Linked DNA regions of Danio rerio: region 1 is linked to region 2. The links are chromatin contacts, called in public HiCAR-type maps. All regions are on one chromosome and are shown on one strand. The core of a region is the stretch at or near the end of the contact, and the rest is flanking DNA. Distances in the headings are between cores, read along the strand shown.

Evidence for each region. HiCAR-type assays count read pairs that join an accessible place to other places.
Region 1: a contact with region 2 is called in a HiCAR-type map of caudal fin, with 6 times the contacts expected there. The contact joins the promoter of sntb1 here to the promoter of mrpl13 in region 2.

What each region holds. Positions count from the first base shown.
Region 1 is chr16:15,594,088-15,597,913 of GRCz12tu, reverse strand. It overlaps sntb1 (syntrophin, basic 1), which reads left to right and starts at 1,869. Exons shown (of 7, transcript NM_001002175.1): 1 at 1,869-2,423. The coding sequence starts at 1,919. All of the region lies in intron 2 of LOC141378192 (a long non-coding RNA gene), which reads right to left.
Region 2 is chr16:15,441,074-15,444,728 of GRCz12tu, reverse strand. It overlaps mrpl13 (mitochondrial ribosomal protein L13), which reads left to right and starts at 2,262. Exons shown (of 7, transcript NM_001020534.1): 1 at 2,262-2,343. The coding sequence starts at 2,317. It overlaps mtbp (MDM2 binding protein), which reads right to left and starts at 2,035. Exons shown (of 22, transcript XM_003200157.7): 1 at 1,858-2,035; 2 at 1,679-1,759; 3 at 414-487. The coding sequence starts at 1,921.

The sequences.
Region 1 (3,826 bases), core at 620-3,119, 150 kb before region 2:
ACATGAAACAGATTTAGAACACTTTTAATTCAATGGAACAATGGCATTGTTCTCAGTCTTAATGAAATCAGTCTTGTCATGTTTTTCCACTGTATTGAATTGGATAAAAATGTTTGCTTCACCGTCAACAAATCAGAAAGGAAATGCAACATGAAACAGTTTTTAAATCCCTATCAGTTTGGCAACAATCTGTAGAGAAAATGATTACTTTGCTAATTTAATCTTTAGCTTTTTATTTTCCTTGCTTTGATCATCAGCCAAGCACAGAGGTGATTGCTTTATTCAAATATGCACATATTGTCAGATGTTACTATTTTTTTTTATCTTAGTTATATCTTGTTTCTACATTTTACAGTAGCAAGACTTCTTTAATTGAAGTCTCAAATCTCTTTATAAAGTGCTCTGCAGAAGACGTGGGAAACATGTTATAGCACATGCAATAAAAAAAAAAATTGGCAAAGTAAAAAGAAGCATCAATAAAATAAGTCCAAACATTATTATTTATTCTAAGTTTAAAGGCTTTGAATGATAAAAAAATCAATAAAACAAAAATAGGCCCTTCATTCATTCATTTACTTGTCGGCTTAGTCCCTTTATTAATCCGGGGTCACCACAGCAGAACGAACCGCCAAATTGTCCAGCACGTTTTTACGCAGCGGATGCCCTTCCAGCCGCATCCCATCCCTGGAAAACAACCACACACACTCATTCACACTCATACACTATGGACAATTTAGCCTACCCCATTCACCTGCACCGCATGTCATTGGACTGTGGGGAAAATCGGAGCACCCGGAGGAAACCCGTGCACGCGAACGCAGTCGGAACATGCAAACTCCCCACAGAAACGCCAACTGACCCAGCAGAGACTCGAACCAGTGACCTTTTTGCTGTGAGGCGACAGCACTACCTACTGCGCCACTGTGTTGGCGAAATAGGCCCTAGTGAAAGACAAAAAGAAAATTAATTAACAGAGTTCAAACAGCTTCAAGTCCAGTGTACTGAAGTTATTTCAAAAATGCACAAACCAATATTAAACACCAGATGGCGCTAAAATCGTTTACGCCACTAAATTGTAGACCGTCTAGATAATAGGAACACCGCAGTTTTTTTTCGTGAGAAAAAACAAGCAAAACACATAAATGTTTTTATCATCTTGCTTGAGAATAATCGACATAATTGTTCCCCCAGTTATGTACATTTAAAGAGAACCATCAATTAATGTGTTAAAAGGTGCAAAACAGATTATTTCCCAAACCGGCACAGTGATGGAATTACAACAGCGGAAATCCATGTTCAGTACTTAAAACAAGGCGCTAATTATAGGTGGTTACTGTGTGTTTTTTTGAAAACATGCTCTTTATAAATATAGCTGTATTTTATTATATTTGGCGTCTCCCAACCACATGAGTGGCGTGTTTCCACGAGGTAAACAAACGCTCGTGAACGTTCAGCTGAGGCAAGTTTAACGGCAGGATTTTCAGGAACATAACTTTTCTAACATTAACGTACATTAGCCTTGAAAGTCATAATAGAGTTTGTAAACACGCAAATTGAATACCAAGTGACAGCTAAATGCAATCTGAAGCCGTCTGCCATTATTTTTTGCAAAGACATAAATGAACATTACTTTATGTAATCTCCGTGTGGAATGTAATGTATCTATCAAATACATCGATGTATTTAAAAGATACATCCCACACGGAGACTTGAAACGAAACATTTCCTGACAGCGAGAGGCAGTTGAGCATGGCCACACAGGACATCTCAGACATTTGCTCCACCCAAAAAGGATATGCATGTGGAGCCTGTAGAGGGGCTGAAACTATTCAACCTGAATCACAACTTTTTCCCTGTTCGGGGGTAAAGTCCTGTACGAGTGTATGAAATCACATGGCATTTTAAGAATGCTTCAAAGATGGCGGTTTGCGGTAACAGAGTGCAGAAAAGTGCATGTTTGGAGGTGCTGGTGCGGGAGCAATGGCACGCGGTGCTGGCGAGTTTAGGGGACGAGTCTCTGACGCTCAGCTGCGAGGATCCCGCGGCGGACACCAGCGTCAGCCTGAACGGCATCACCACCAACGGCTCCTACGACCAACCGGACCCCACCAACAGTCCCAAAACCGGAGCGAGAACTCCTTTTTCGGATTCACAAGTGCCCGAAGCGATTGCGAACCGCAAGAGATGCGTCAAAGTGATCAAGCAGGAGGTCGGTGGATTAGGGATCAGCATCAAAGGCGGGAAGGAGAATAAGATGCCTATTCTCATTAGTAAGATATTCAAGGGTCTGGCCGCGGATCAGACTCAAGCGCTGTACGTGGGCGACGCGATACTGTCCGTGAACGGGATCAATCTGCGGGACGCCACGCACGACGAGGCGGTGCAGGTGCTGAAGAAAGCGGGCAAAGAAGTTATGCTGGAAGGTAAGGACGAGGAAAACGCCAGAAAACCTGCCAGACAGGCTGAGTTTTGATGAGGCTATATGGGTTATTATCAGGTGTGTGGATGAACCTGTTGAAGTGACACGGCAGGGTGGATGCTGTATCATAATGCATACATAAAAATATATGCATTCGTGTGTTATAACTTTATATACACATAACATTTTATAGTTTTCCTCTATGAGGAGTTGTATTTTATTATGGTTTAGATTTGAAAGAACACATAACATAAGACTTGACCAATTGAATAATAAGAATAGAACTTTAAAAACAAACAAACAAAAACCTCAAAAGTTCAAAGTCAATCAGAAATTACTAAACCCATTTATTCAAAGATAACATTTGTTTGAAATGTAAAAAAAAAAATACAAATACACATCACAATAAGTAATGTTTATTCACATACGCTAATGTTTAAATGCAAATTGGCCAATGTTACAAGCTACAGTGTCAGTAAGGGTTATGGCATGTTCACAGAATTCAGTCACAAAGTTGTTAGATATGGGAAATGCAGTATGTCTCATAAATATAACACTAAATGTTTTATAAAGGGTTACTGAAGTACTACAACTATGCAACTTGTTAATTTCCTTTGGGTCACCAAATATGATGGGTTTTTTACGCAGCAAATTGCTTGGCTAAATAAACAAAACCCCACCCTAAACCAAATAAATACAGCAACCTGAGCTGGTTTAAGTTGTTTATTTATTTATATATTTATTTATTAAAGCAGGTTGATAATTAATCCAAAAACAAGTCCTTTTCTCACACCTGTGGAAGGTCATTGTCAGAGTGATGGAGGTTTTTGCTCTGCCCTCCGGTGTTGTACATTAAGGATGAAAGCACCCTTGAGAGTGACAAAGCTCTGAAATTCCCTCTGACTGAATCATAAAAGCACACCACAGATTTCAGAGGGACATCCATAACTTTCATTCCGCTCAGTCATGTTGAAGATTTCCATAATACAACTGAGGATTTAGAAATATGCTTAGATGAAGAAGACTTGCAATGGCAGTTAGGCTTGGAATACCCACACAGTCGAGACAGAATATGTATTAATTTAGACTGTGTGGAAAAGATCTAAATTTGTTGTTATTTTAAATAATTATAATATTATAGGCATAATTTACCCAAAAAATGAAAATTCTGTCATTATTTACTCATCTCTAACATGCTTTAAACCTTTCAGTTTATTACATCTGTTGAACACAAAGGAAGATATTTAGAAAAATATCGAAAACCTGTAATCATTGACTTTCTTCGTAATATCTTATTTTGTGTTCAAAATCAGAAAGACACGCATACAAATTTGGAATCACTTGAGGGTGAGTAAACAGTGAGTTTTCAATTTTGGGTGAACTAACCCTATAATTTTGATAAAAAAC
Region 2 (3,655 bases), core at 1,013-3,512:
GAACTACACAGTTTGAATTTACTATGAGTTTCTATGTGAAGCTGCTTTGACACAATCTACATTATAAAAGCGCTATACAAATAAAGGTGAATTGAATTGAATATTGCTGAAGTACCTTTTAAAATCTATTTTTAGTTAGATAATTAATTTTATTTTCACTTAATATTAATATTGTTTATATATTAATATTGGTTTTCCATAGATGGGTTGCGGCTGGAAAGGCATCCGCTGCGTAAAAACGTGCTGGATAAGTTGGCGGTTCATTCCGCTGTGGCGACCCCGGATTAATAAAGAGACTAAGCCGACAAGAAAATGAAAGAATAAATATTAATATTGGATTTATTTATTTTTCTTTTTAAATAAATCTAATGTGACAGAACACTAAACAAGACCCAAATATGTGAGTTTATTACCTGTGTTACACCATAACTGACTTGAATAGCAAAGTACCATCTCTGTGAAGCAGGACTACCACTCGGAGAGCAGGCTATACGAATATAATAGAGAAAAACAAACACAAAATCAAGCTACACACTTAAAATCAAGTGAAAGCATATGGGACATTCTACCAGAAACATACATTTTAACTTTTATGTCAAAGGGTCTGATTTAAGCTTGTTCTCAAAAAAGAATAAAAAAAATCATACAAAAATAAGTATAAAATCATAGAATTCAATGATAGATTGCATCTTTGATCAGTGTCAACTTCTCCATCAAATGATGTCACTTCTGAGTCATAGCTGGGCCCACACAGAATCTACGTGTGCAGAATTATGCAGATTTCTAGCCGATCATTGATTCTGTTATTTACTTGCGTACATGTGTGTAAATGTATATCTATTCAGTTTTAAATTAATTTCAGTAATATTATTGACTAAAATTAAAATATTTATATGATTTATTTACAATACAGTCTTTTAGAGTATATAATATTGCTTTGTTTACCAAATAAAATGGATCTAATTGGATTTGCATTGTAAATATTAAATACAAGTTAAAGAGGTATTATTTTTTATTTCATATATTAGTTTTTTTTTTTTTTTTTTTTTTTGCGATACTTCTAAAATCATTCCTCATAAATCCACAGGTTTTTACCAACATTCTGTGTAAAAATAGCAAAAAAAAAATGTCCCCAAATTCCATCTGGCCCTAGTCATAGCCTTAAAGGTGTATTGCACACATGTTGCTAACTTTAATGCAAATGTAACAGAACTGACAGAAACATGGGGACAGTTGTAAATTTATTTGTATTATATTTTTGTAGTATTTATTTGCAGAATGTATTTACAATTCCATGCTTTTAATCAGTTTATGTGAATTATAACAACCTAAACTTGTTGTTTTTGAAGTTTTTCTTTCCCTAAATAACAGTTTTTAGCATAACAAAACTATTAAATCTGTAGGTTCAGTTAGGCTGAGACCAATGACAGGGTTTGTACATTTATAAAGAGAACAAAAATCTGACAATCAAATGAATGTCATATTCCTTTAACATTTCACAGAAATGTGCATTTTAGACATTTTAAACAGTGCATTTTAGACATTTTTGAGATGAAATACTTTTTATTTACTGTATTCATATTTTTGTTTCAGGCACAGAGAATGTATGTTCTTGGTAGAATGTCCCATATAGGTTAAGTTAGTGAGCACTGAGTAAAAAATTAATCGCCAAAGTTACCTGGAAACGGAGGAATGCGTGTTAAATTCGAGCCAGAAATCTTTTTGAGGTTATCAAATACTTTTTTGGTTTCATCAACCCCTATAAAAATAAACCCAATACATGTCAAAACAGCAACAGCGAGTGAAGCAAAACGTTATTCAAGCAATTCTGACAAAAATAACAATAGCGTATCTTACCGTTGAAGGAGCTGTCTTTCTTCGCCTCTAGGTTGATTATCACAGCTAACACGTATCTATCCATAGCGCTCTGCTGCTAAATTCATGTAAGATAATATTGAGTTTTTAAAACAACACAGACTGCTGTACAAAACAAACTAACCCGCGTATACGACCAATACGGACGTTCAAATATGACGCGTGATGGCGTGCGCGCAACCAAAATATACAGTCGGTAGGAACCGACCAAGATAAGCTAATAAATAACAATACCTAACGATGGACGTGAATTAAATTATTCATTCTACAGCTATATGTTTGTTGTTGTACAAAATGCATAAATGTATTCATACATTTCAAAAATCAGACTTTAAAACTTTTAAAGAGGAACCATTTTTTACTCTTTTGGTTCGGGGAAGTAAATTGTTGCTGGACCATTATAGCCACATTGAGGTCAAATTTTTCAAATGCTAAAAGAAAATGTCTAGTTTTTCAAGATCAGCCCAGGTAATGTACTTTATTTACTGACATGCTATTTATATAGGTACTACGATGTCGGTCAGTGCTTATATGCGTATTATGTATACGCGCTTGTGTTTCTGTTTAGCGTGTGCTAAACAAACTAATTGGTCAAAATATGATGTATGTTTATGACGTCTGCTTTTATGTGCATGACTATTAGAGTAGATTCGTAAATAAAATATCTGTGTCGTTGCTTAAATGCTGAGATTATTGAATAAGCAACAGACAATGAGGTAAAATAGAAAAGGTAATGTTAATGTATAGTTGACAGGTTAAAGCAACAATACCTACAAAATGTAATAATGCTACATTTGTGATTCTGATTTTTATTTGTTGTTGTTGTTGTTGTTTCCAACGGAAAATGTGTATTGAGGTAAAAATATGATTTTATATTCGCACATTCGTTGAGTGACAACCGACACGCTCCGTATATTGTTTACCAGGGTATGAATTGGAAACTTTTGAAAAAAAAATCTCCGATTTAGGGCTGCACAATATTGGAAAAAAAAAGTAAATTGCGGTATTTTTGTCTCTGCGATATATACACTGCCGGACAAAAGTTTGGGGTGAGTATAATTTTTAAATGTTTTAATATAAGCTGCATTTATTTAATCAAAAATACAGTACAAATTGTAAAATTGTGAATGTTATTGCACTATAAAATAACTGTTCAAAAGTAGTTTGTAATGTAATTTATTAATGTATTTCAGTGATTTTTATGATGATTTTTTTTATCTTCATTACCCCAGTCTTCAGAGTCACATTATACTTCAGAAATCACTCTAATATTATTATATTATTATTATCATTAATATTAATCGTAGTAGTAGTAGTAGTAGTATTAATGGTAATAGTGATTAAAAGCAATAATGACTGGAGTAATAATTTCATTTGAAACCACATGCATTTATTCATTCATTTTCTTTTTCCGGCTTAGTACCTTTATTAATCTAGTTGCACCACAGCGGAATGAACCTCCAACATAATCAGCATGTTTTACGCAGCAGATGGCCTTCCAGCCACAACCCATCACTGGGAAACACTCATACACTCTCATTCACACATATACACTACGGACAATTTTAGCTTACCCAATTCACCTTAACTGCATGTCTTTGGACTGTGGGGGAAACTGGAGCACCAGGAGGAAACCTATGCAAACACGGGGAGAACATGCAAACTCTACACAGAAACACCAACTGTCGCTGGTTCGAGACTCGAACCAGCGACCTTCTTGCTGTTAGGCGACTGCACTACTTGCTGCACCACCACGTCGCCCCAATTTAATATTAATTAT